Linked DNA regions of Mus musculus: all the other regions are linked to region 2. Evidence: chromatin contacts called from public Hi-C and HiChIP or PLAC-seq data. All regions are on one chromosome and are shown on one strand. Each heading gives the region's core, a stretch centred on a gene start, on an enhancer-like site or on the middle of the called end of the contact. The rest is flanking DNA. Distances are from core to core; before and after follow the strand shown.

Region 1 (3,740 bases), core at 675-3,174, 190 kb after region 2:
AATTCATCTGAAAAACAGTTTGTCATACAGTTAAAACGTGGGAAAACACAGCAAGCCACCATCCAGCTTTCTCTGCGGAGGGCAAGTGCCTGGGACCCAAGACCCTGGAGCAGCTGCAGGAAAAGAGAGCTCCTGCCCAGCTACCCGGCAAGTCAGTGAGGACACCACAGTTCTCCAGGGGATACCCATGTGGCAAAAAGTCCCCACCCACTAATCAGCCACTGTGAATTCGATCACTGGGCTGTAATGGCATCATACAAAATGTGGCCTCAGACACAGCCTAAAAGCACCTCGCCCCAAGTCCACTATGCCATGGGCATAGAGGTGATATCAATCATGTAAAAACTGAACAGTTTTCAAATATTTGGAAAGCAAACTGACCTAGTATATGGAAACAGAATTGTTTACTCCTCGGAATGGCTATCAGGGAACTTTGTGACCTCCACTTCGCAGGTACCCAAAGGAAATGCACAAGTGTCCACAGCTTAAGAGGCAAAGGGGTGGTGCAGGTGAGGCAACCCACAAGGCAAAGTGAAAATGCTCAGGTTAGTGGTGTAGTCTGAGTGAAGGTTTTGCAACCAGAGCACTACTTCCAGCTTTAACATCATCGAAAAGCTGAATGAACACTAGAGAGGTAAAGGACAAAAACAAAACACAACTATACTTTAAAAAAAAAAAAAAAAAAAAAAAAAAACCTGTCCACAGTCTAAGCAGAGGACGTGAATTAAAAGGTCTGTGGTTCATCAGGGTCCACAATTCTTGGGAGGTCCTTTAGGCTGGACCAATCTGTGCAGTAGAAGCTGTAGTTTACAGCTCCAGAAAATGTTTGAGACTAAGCAAATGTCCTAAGAGCGGCCATATCCCCACTCAAAGCTACTCTCTACTCCAGTGTCAGGTTGCTCTTCATGTTTCCTGAATGCCACCATTAGCACCCCCATCCTCAGCCAACACCTAGGAGGTTCTGTGCCCTTCCAGGCCCTGTGGTTGATTCCATCCTTTGCTCCTCAACAGCCTCTTGTTACTCTTTAAAAGCCAAGGCTGCAGCACTTGGGAGGCAGAGGCAGGCGGATTTCTGAGTTCGAGGCCAGCCTGGTCTACAAAGTGAGTTCCAGGACAGCCAGGGCTACACAGAGAAACTGTGTCTCGAAAAACCAAAAATAAAATAAAATAAAATAAAATAAAATAAAATATAAAAGCCAAGGCTGTTGGAAGGAAAAACCCCACAGTTCCCGCCTAAGGCCCGGGTCTCCCCCTTTCCCGCGCAGCCGTAGCACCGCCCAAGCCATTTTCGCTCCAATTTTAAAAGCAGCAGCAAAGGGGAGCAGGAGATAAGGGGAGGAAGAAGAGGAGCAAAGTCAAGACCTCAGAGCAGGATTTGGACAAGCTCCCGCAGGTTTCTTCCCACTCCCTCCCTCTGGGCCGCACAACTGGTTGAAACTGGATTCGGGAGAAAAGGTTTAACAGGGACTAAGGTCAAAGGCAGACCTTCAGAACCTGGTTTACTTGAAGTAGTTGTCACCTGGGTCGCGCACGGGAAGTTTAGGACTCCTAGAACCTCAGAGCCCGGGTTAGGGCTATCCAAGAACGCTCGCCCGGCGTCTCCGCGTGCCCAGCTTGCCTGCCGGACGTCCTCCCGCTAATGCAGACCAGCCCCAGTTACCTCTCAGGCTGTATCGTGCCTGCATGCCGAACACCGACAGGGTGCCAGTGCCCGTGCGGTCCTCCTTCTTGAAGCCGCAGCGCAAAATGTGCTCCACCTGCCTCAGGTACTGGAGTTCTCCATGCCGTGGGGCTTCCGCGCTCAGCTGCTGAGCATCGGACTGCAGCTCGGAGCCAACCACCAGCATAACGGAGCAGTCTGGCAGCAGTGTAGTCAGCGACAAAACCAGGACCTTCCTGGCGCTCTTTTCCTCCAACACCAGCCCGCCTCTTCCTGCTGGGAAACTTCCGGCCGCCAGAATCCGTGGCAGACCCCGCCCCCACGTGACAGAAGTGGTTACAGCTTGCAAGGCAAACACCTGCCCACTTTCTCAAATCTGTATTTACCCTATTATGGCATTAAGAGCCTATAGGATCAGGGTGTGGGGATGCATGCCATTAAATCCCAGCTCCTGGGAGATTGAGTCGGCTAGAGGATCTGGAGTTTAAGGCAAGCCTTCACTTCATAGCAAGTTCAAGGCCAGCCTAGGTACTTGAGACCCAGTCTCAAAAAGAGCCTTTGGCTTATACGATACTTGTACTTGGATCTTTATGTAGTTTGGGAACCACAGTAATTTTGGCTTCATAGAATGAATTGGGTAGAGGACCTTCTGTTTCTGTTTTGTGGGATAGTTTGAGAATTGGAATTAAGTCTTTTTGAAGGCCTGATAGAACTCTGTGCTAAGTCCTGGGCTTTTTTTGTTTGGGAGACTATTAGTGACTGCTTCTACTTTTTTAGGGGAAATGGGACTGTTAAGATCATTAATCTGATCCTGATTTAACTTTGGAACCTGGTATCCGTCTAGGAAATTGTCCATTTCATCCATGTTTTCCAGTTGTGTTGACTATAGCTTTTTGTAATACAATCTGGTGATGTTTTGGATTTCCGCTGGTTCTGTTGTTATGTCTCCTTTTTCATTTCAGATTTTGTTAATTAGGATGTTGTTCCTTTGCCCTCTAGTTAGCCTGGCTAAGGGTTTATCTATCTTGTTGATTTTCTCAAAGAACCAGCACCTGGTTTGATTGATTCTTTGAATAGTTCTTTTTGTTTCCACTTGGTTGATTTCCACCCTAAATTTGATTATTTCCTGCTATCTACTTCTCTTGGGTGAATTTGCTTCCTTTAGTTCTAGAACTTATAGGTGTGCTGTCAGGCTGCTAGTGTGTGCTCTCTCTAGTTTCTTTTTGAGGAACTCAGAGCTGAGTTTTCCTCTTAGGAGTGCTTTCATTGTTCTCGTATGTTTGGGTATGTTGTGGCTTCATTTTCTTTAAACTCTAAAAAGTCTTTAATTTCTTTATTTCTTCCTTAACCAAGATATCATTGAGTAGAGTGTTGTTCAGTTTCCACGTGAACTTTGGCTTTCTGTAATTTATGCTGTTATTGAAGATCAGCCTTAGTCTGTGGTGATCTGATAGGATGCATGGGATAATTTCAATATTTTTGTATCTGTTGAGGCCTGTTTTGTGACCAATTATGTGGTCAATTTTGGAGGAGGGACCATGAGGTGCTGAGAAGAAGGTATATTCTTTGTTTTAGGATAAAATGTTCTGTAGCTATCTGTTAAATCCATTTGTTTCATAACTTCTGTTAGTGTCCATGTGTCTCTGTTTAGTTTCTGTTTCTAAGTTCTGTCCATTGGCCAGAGTGGGATGTTGAAGTCTCCCACTATTATTGTGTGAGGTGCAATGTGTGCTTTGAGCTTTACTAAAGTTTCTTTAATGAATGTGGATGCCCTTGCATTTGGAGCATAGATATTCAGAATTGAGAGTTCATCTTGGTAGATTTTACCTTTGATGAGTATGAAGTGCCCCTCCTTGTCTTTTATGATAACTTTGGGTTGGAAGTCAATTTTATGCGATATTAGAATGGCTACTCCAGTTTGTTTCTTTGGACCATTTGCTTGGAAAATTGTTTTCCAGCCTTTCCCTCTGAGGTAGTGTCTGTCTTTGTCCCCGAGGTGGGTTTTCTGCAAGCAGCAAAATGTTGGGTCCTGTTTGTGTATCCAGTCTATTAGTCTATGTCTTTTTATTGGGGAATTGAG
Region 2 (3,417 bases), core at 144-2,643:
CCTCCCTTCTCCTCCCCTCTTCTTTCCTTCTTTCCTTCTCTTTGGAGAGGAAAGGGTTTATTTCACTCACAGTTCCATATACCAGTTCATCATCAAAAACAGTGAGGGCAGGGACTGGAGCAGGGCAGGAACCTGATGCAGAGGTCATGGAAGCATGCTGCTTATTGGCTTGCTCATTGTGGCTTCCTCAACATGCTTTCTTATAGAACCCAGGCCCCACTCATAATGGGCTGGGTCCTCCTCCATAAATCGCTAATTAAGAAAATGCCTTACAGCCAGATCTTATGGGGGCATTTTCTCAATTGAGGTTCCCCACTTTCAGATAATTCTAGCTCATCCAACACACTTGCCATCATGCTTTTACCATGACTTAAATGTGGCATCTCCTACTCTTCCCACTCCAAAAAGCTATCAGTGGTCATTTTCTTTTCTAGATCTTCAAAATTCAGAGACAAGACTTAGAAGCTCATCATTTTATCAAATTAAACAGTACATTCATTGTCATATTTAAATGGAAAGTTTTTAAAATAAAATTTCTTTTAAATATACTTATTACTTCTTTGAGAATTATTGTATCAGTTTTATTGTTCTTTGAGGATTTTATGCACTGTGATTTGACCATATTCACCTCTCCCACAGTGCTCCCATATCCCTCATGACATTGTCCTGTAGTTTGACATGCTGGGCTTACATTTTCCCACCTCCCCCCTTTTGCATTTAGATACATGGAAACTTAGCTGAACTGTCTTCAACTTAACGGTTCTTTGCTTAGCTGAATCAATATTACAATAAGACCACAGAATTAATCTCTAATGTCTTGTCTTAAATTGCCAACATTTACACTTCATTCATTTTTAAACTCTGGTGAAATTTCCCATTTTCTCTTGCATGCTGGTCACTTTGAGCATTTTTTTTTTTAATTCTCCGACTCCCTTTAAGTTAGAAATTCGTTGTCAGTCACTCAGTCAATGATCAATTAGATGATAGCCTATGCTTCTCACTTCAGAGAAATAGCTTGCTGATATTTCAGGTTGCCACTCTTTGGCCGAATTGGAAGTCATTATCAGGATATGTGTTTAAACTCTCAACAGGAATGTAATGAACATGAACCCTATGTCAGGAGCCAAGTAATGCACAGATCTGAAATCAGTGTGGAGAAAACTAAAACCATGCTAAGTTAAAAATAAACAGTCTAGGCCCCAGGCCAAGGTGACTGGCTGAGATAATTTGTGGTGGAATGGCTTTGGAGTTTCAGCCTCAGTCCCTCCTGCCTGGCACCAAAAGGTCTTGGCCAACTCGAGTTCCTCTGATATCGTTTAGGAGTCAGTTACAAACTCTGCATACCTCAACCCCAGTCATTCTGAAATCCATCATTGGTTTTCATTCATGTATCTGCATGTGTCATTAATTTATAACAGAGCTTGAAGAGAACTATCACAGAATACACTAGGCACAAGCTACACTAAACATCTTTTAAAAGTGTGGCTGATGAGTAATTCAGAACAACGGAAATGCTTGTGGCTGACTGCTTTGTATATTCTGTAAGTTAAAAAATGTTCTCTACACAGCTGCCTCCCAGGAGCAAATTCTATGTTTAACGTGCATAGAGGTTTTAAAGTATCACCCATGTACTTAGTAAAATCAATGTGTGAATACTGTAAGAAAAAGCCTGAACAATAGAAAAGTGGATAGGATAGAATAGGAAAGTTCTCATCCCTCTTTCCCTCACCATTATATAAGCCAGGTCTTTGCAACAAATTTCCCTATAGGCACAAATATAGATACAAATATTCAACAAATGACATTTATCAAATTTCTTCTCTGAATCCAAACTAAAATGCAGACAGGTAACCTGTTGTCTGTGAAGTTCCAAACTCCAAGCAGACTTGGTAATGGCACATGCTGATACATGATTGTAACTGATTCCTACACAGTCATCTTACCTGTGCCCCTGTGGCACACGGAGAAAACATTCTCTCTTCTTGTAACAGGCAGTCTCCACCCAACTCCCCTCACCTTCTTCAAGGCCCGGCTGTACCAGTCACTCCTTTCCTCTTCCTGTCATGTTCTACTGTGTCTCAAATGCTGGTGTGTAGGCAGTTGAATACTGAGGAGTGACCTCAGGGTATGAGTGGTGGTGGTGCTGCTGCTATAAAACAAGAAAAAGATGCTCTTCTTGTAACTATTTTTATAGACACCTGATTCTCTTTCTCTAAAGATCAGTCTTGAAACCTGACTCAAACATGTCTACCCAGTGGATGTAAGGGGAAGCATTTACTGTTGGTTTCTATTGTCCTTTGGCCAAGGATCAGCCTTTCAATGTAAATTTCTCTGGCCATGGGTGGCACAGACATGCATGCCACAAAGACATGAGTCCTTCAGGCATTTTTAGTCACAAAACAACCTGAGTGGAAGGTAAGATGCAGGAGTTCAAAGTGAGAGCTGCCTAAGTTAAACTGAGAGCTTAGTCATTGTGTGTGTGTGTGTGTGTGTGTGTGTGTGTGTGTGTGTGTGTGTGTGTGTGTGTGTCTGTGAGAGAGAGAAAGAGAGAGAGAGAGAGAGAGAGAGAGAGAGAGAGAGAGAGAGAGAGAGAGAGAGGTGTACAAGTGTTTGCATGATCTGCATGCACATGTATGTGGATGTCAGAGGGAGACCTCTCATGTTTTGGAGACAGGGTCCATCACTTTCTTGGAGCTGCCTGTGTAAGCTAGGTTGGCTGTTGAGTGGTCCCAGGAATCCATCTGTCTCTACCTCCTTTCCCCTACTCTGAGATTACAAGGACATGCTACCATGCCAGCATTTTAAAATGTGGATTCTGGGGAGCAAACTCAGGTCTTCTTTTCATTCTAGTAAGACAAGAACTTTATTGACTGAACTACCTGGTTCCCTCACTGGCCCCCCTTAAGGCAGAGCTTGAGGTTGTCCAGGCTGGGGCAGAGCTTCAGGTGGTCCAGGCTGGGGCAGAGCTTCATGTGGTCCAGGCTGGTCTCCAACTCATCATATGACAAGGATGACCTTGATCTCTCTACCTCCCAAGTGCTGGAATTTCAGACATGTGTCACCACACCAGGCCAGTGTTTTGTTCCTGTTTAAACACATACTGTGTGATTAAAATATGTGCCATTATTTAGCCATTATATATTTTTTTGCACTGCCAGAAATTAAACTCTGGGTCTTGTGAATATTAGGCAAATACTGCACAATCTGAGATGAATCTCCTTGTGAATCTGGTGTATTTCCTTGCAAATATCAGGCACACACTGCGCGATCTGAGGTGACTCTATCTCCAGCCTCTTGCCATTGTTTACCTATGTTCCTCCAATCATTTTTTTTTCTTCTTCAGAAATACATCAGGGCAGGCAAGGTGCAAATCTCACAGCTGTCTAGAGGGAAAGAAAAGGGGGGAAAGCATGCTGT
Region 3 (3,728 bases), core at 850-3,349, 220 kb after region 2:
CATGTAATGTAGTTTAAAAAACAAGGCAGACATGTCCTGCGGCATCACCTAACATGAGTCCTGAGCTACATAATGTTATAGCTGATTGGTCAGCCTGAGCTACATAGTGTTGTAGCTGAAAGGTTTATGGCAATGAGCATTTCGGCACCCAGATTGTGAATTTAAAAGGACTATTCCTACTTAAAAGGACCAGGTATCCCTGGAGCCATGGCTGATAATAAAATGTTCACTGGGAACTTGTGAGCACTCTGTGAGGAACATGCATGAGAATACTGCCTCAAGATGTGATGCCTACTTCAGGGTTTGGCAGTATAGCCCTACACAACTGCTGTCCAGAGTCTGGGTTATGCTTGCAGCCCTGGCCTTTACCCTATAAACTGTCATATTGTGTTGTGTGACAAAACTTTTCCTGTGGAGGCACACATATCTACTCACCTCAGGGAGCCCATGACAGACCAAACTACAGATGCCACCAAAGTTATGTTTCCTGAACCATGAGTTTTATTGGGAATGTGGGGAAGGAATATAGAGCAGAAGTGATTCGAAGACAGCTGCATTACTAAAGCCCACCCCGGCTCACGAAGCTGGGAATCTGGAATACACTGCACTGCTCAACAGGTGGGAGAGTGCCCTTCCAAGGTGGCTCAGTTGGTCTAAGCCTCTTCAAGGTAGCTCGGTAGGCTTCTGCTTCTTCCAGGTCTTGCTGATCTGGTCTCAGAGTCTTCTTTGTTGCATGGCTTTGGAGCTGGTCCTAAAGAATCTGATGAGTTTCAGGGACTTCCTGAGGCTCCTTTAGTTTATCTTCTTTCTTAAGAAGCTTGCCTGCAGGATAAAATGTTTCAACTTCAGAGGAAACTATTACACAACATGTGGTCACACTATTCAAGAGAGACCCTCTTCCCTACCAGGTGGGAAAGTGAACTTTCATTCACTCATCTCTTTCACGGCTCCATCCTTCATCTGCCCCCACGCCCATTAAATACTGCTTGGGGTACTGAGGCAGAAGGAAGGGAAATTCAATGATGTGGCTATGCTAGAAAGAAGTTCAAGGTCAGCCCGGGCAGCTTCTTGAGCCTTGTCTGAAAACCGAAAACAAGAGAAGGGCTGGAGGAGCACACGTGGCAGGCCCTGAGTATGGAAAAAGAAAAGGGAAAAAACGCTCTTGGCGCCATGGCTCAAGGCTGTAATGCCTGGCCTGTAGTACTCCAGGAGGTTAAGGCAGGAGGGTGGGAAGACCAACCTAGACTACATACAAAAAGACGGGTTCAGGCGCATCAGATGAAAGGGTTTGTGTGTACACGTGTTGAAGTCTCCTGAGGGCATGGAGGCCAAGACTGAATAGAGTCCATACTTTTAAGGACCAGACTAGGGACCAAGGTCCTTCTTGAAGAGCACTCAGCCACGACCGGCCTGCACCTGCAGAGGGCGCCGCAGACACACTGAAGCGAAGTGAGCCTCCAGATGGGTGCGAGAGCAAGGCCAGCAAAGTTTCTGGGAAAGGCTTCTCCTCTAAGAACTCGAGAGCTTCAGACAGGAGGGGATATGAAAGTTGGTAGAAAGAACAGAAAAGAAAGAGACGGTTTAAAAAAAAAAAAAAAAAAAAAAAAAAGAGTGCTGCCACTGACCCCAATCGTTCAGGTTTGAATCTGTTTTCCCATCTACAGAGCAGATTGGGGGGAGGGGGAGGGCGTGGGGGGGGTGGAGCGGGGTTTCGGAAAGTGCTCTTACAGGATTCCAACACTACTTAGATTCAAACTCCAAGTGCCGCCTGCCCTCTTTGCTCCTCCCCAGTCTGAGCATCCCCGCCGCTGAGCTTGGAGTAGCGGATGTGAGCAACGCAGCAATCCTGAGTCCGGACTCCGCGAGGCCTTGGCACGAGGGGAAAACCTCGGACACCCACCCGGCCAGAGTCCCATCGGACCTGTTCTCTTTTCCCTAACCATCTCCACCCCGAGCACCCTGTCACCTGGGCGCTCCGGGGGTGCGGGCCCGGCGGGCGGGGCGCGGGGCGGGGATGGGGGTGGGGGCTGATGCCCCGTGGAAGGAGGCTGGCCACGTGACTCCCGAGGCTCAGCTGGGCTGCCAGGCGGGGAGCGCCGCTTCGGCCCAGGAGGAGGTGGTGGGCGCGCAGCCCGAGCTGCGCGGGACTGGCCGTCGGGGTCCCGGGACGGCGAACCCCGGGGAGCGCCCATGCCATGGAGAAGCTGGCGGCCGGGCTGGCCGGGCTGCGCTGGAGCATGGGCGCTTTCCCGCTGGACCTCATCGTCAGCCGCTGCCGCCTGCCCACGCTCGCCTGCCTCGGACCAGGTACCCGGTGTCTAGAGGGGAGACGGAGGCGGAGGATGCGAAAAGTCGGGGCTTCGCTCTGTTGGAGCTGGCAGGACTTACAGGCGCATTCAGTCACTACCCTCCCTGTCCCCGTTGATGGGGGGCTTTGCTTGTCTTCTGGGGCTGCTCCTGGCACAACCGGAGCCCCCAAGTCTGGGAGCCGCTTCTGGGCCCCTCCGACCCCCCACAGGGTTAGTAACTGGCCGCAGGGTTGCAACAAAGTTTTCAGTCCCCCTGGAGCCAGTAGCGATGCTGAGTCTGTGGGCCGCTCTGTCGGTGCACCCCGCTTTCCCGGCGCCTATCGGCCCCTGCCCAGGCCGCACCCCCTTGATCCCTTTGTCTTCCAGCCTCTCACCTTCATCGTACCGCATCTCTTGGACCACGATAGGTCTTTCCCTACCATCCCCGCTAGTCCCTTTTTGGGACCTTTCCTGAACCGTCCTTTGACATCCTGAGGTCTTTTGGCAACGGGCAGACTATCCTCCGGAGAGGCCTGAGTGAGCGGGCCGGCCACCAGGCACCCCCCTCCCACACACACACACCCTTCCCTATCTCAGCAGAGGACCCCCGGCCCTCCCCCACCTCTCGTCCTATTTCGCCAGCAGGTGCGGGTGTTCCGATGATGGGACCGAATATAGGAGAGCCTGAAGGCTGCACAGAGCAAGAGGACTGTAGTGTTGGGGGAAAGGGGAGCTGTTTGGTTGGGGGAGGGGCGGGAGCCGGGGCTGGCAGCCAGGCTGGGGGTTTTGTGTGTGAGAAGAATAGGGGTTTGGCCCGCGTTGGCACACTCGCTTCCCTGAATGCTAATGGGACTCCTGTGCTGTTCTTGGACTGGCAGCCCCTCCTCAGACCCGCAACAGCAAGAACTGGGCACAGTGAGCACCAGGCGGGCCGAAGCAGGCTCAGTGGGACTTCAGTGTGTCCCGGTCCTTTAGGTGGAATACCTGGCAGTCTAACTCTGGTGGGACCTCACTCACTGCTCAGCGTGAGATCCCAGGACTGCGCTTGCAGCTGGACTGTGTCTGCTTGTGAATAGGAAATTCTGCCCTAGGTTCTTCCTGCTCACTTCCCACGCATCTCTTTGACACCCTTTTCTTTGAGTTCTTTTCTGAGCGCTTCTTTATGGCTAGGACTTCTCTGTGCTTCCCTGACACCTGTGCGCCCCATTCCACAGGGCTGCTGGCTTTTGGGGAGGGCCAAGGAGTATGGACATTCATTCATTAAGTGAATGAATGAATGAGCAATAGTGTGGGATGGCCTAGCTGTCTGTGACAGTGTGGTTATTACTGTCGTAACCATTAGAATAAAAATGTATGCTTGAAATTGTGTGTCCTTGGAAGTCCTCTCGTTGGTATGCATTCAGGAGGGGTCCCCTGGTAGGATCTTGAGACTGAGTTGTG

Evidence for each region. Hi-C and Micro-C count contacts between places; a contact is called where the count stands out from the background. HiChIP or PLAC-seq counts read pairs in DNA pulled down with a chosen protein or histone mark.
Region 1: an H3K27ac HiChIP or PLAC-seq map of the HPC-7 cell line shows a contact between it and region 2, with 6 times the contacts expected there. The contact joins the promoter of Tyms here to the enhancer-like site in region 2. A contact is called at or near these places in 5 of 115 datasets of contacts at active chromatin or transcription factors (the 230-238 cell line, the HPC-7 cell line, effector CD8 T cells and 2 more) and 1 of 9 other capture datasets (macrophages).
Region 3: a contact with region 2 is called in a Hi-C map of Th1 cells, with 2.2 times the contacts expected there. The contact joins the promoter of Garem2 here to the enhancer-like site in region 2. A contact is called at or near these places in 1 of 39 promoter capture datasets (stem cell-derived epiblast-like cells), 2 of 484 Hi-C or Micro-C datasets (the HPC-7 cell line and Th1 cells) and 2 of 115 datasets of contacts at active chromatin or transcription factors (embryonic stem cells and stem cell-derived neural progenitor cells).

Annotation. Positions count from the first base shown.
Region 1 is chr5:30,071,701-30,075,440 of GRCm38.p6, forward strand. Tyms (thymidylate synthase) reads right to left here and starts at 1,925. Exons shown (of 7, transcript NM_021288.4): 1 at 1,661-1,925; 2 at 1-7. The coding sequence starts at 1,847.
Region 2 is chr5:29,886,173-29,889,589 of GRCm38.p6, forward strand. No RefSeq gene overlaps it. Among named protein-coding and RNA genes, the nearest start is that of Il6, 130 kb to the right of the region's middle. Within about 2 kb of position 1,394, at least 51 of the 459 cell types and tissues checked have an H3K27ac peak or open chromatin away from gene starts, as enhancers often do. A contact at or near this core is called in the HPC-7 cell line, Th1 cells and embryonic fibroblasts, where this site is marked.
Region 3 is chr5:30,103,097-30,106,824 of GRCm38.p6, forward strand. Garem2 (GRB2 associated regulator of MAPK1 subtype 2) reads left to right here and starts at 2,100. Exons shown (of 6, transcript NM_001167879.1): 1 at 2,100-2,307. The coding sequence starts at 2,196. It overlaps 3110082J24Rik (RIKEN cDNA 3110082J24 gene), which reads right to left and starts at 2,990. Exons shown (of 3, transcript NM_001256263.1): 1 at 2,911-2,990; 2 at 1,967-2,318; 3 at 488-822. The coding sequence starts at 2,263. The coding sequence ends at 793.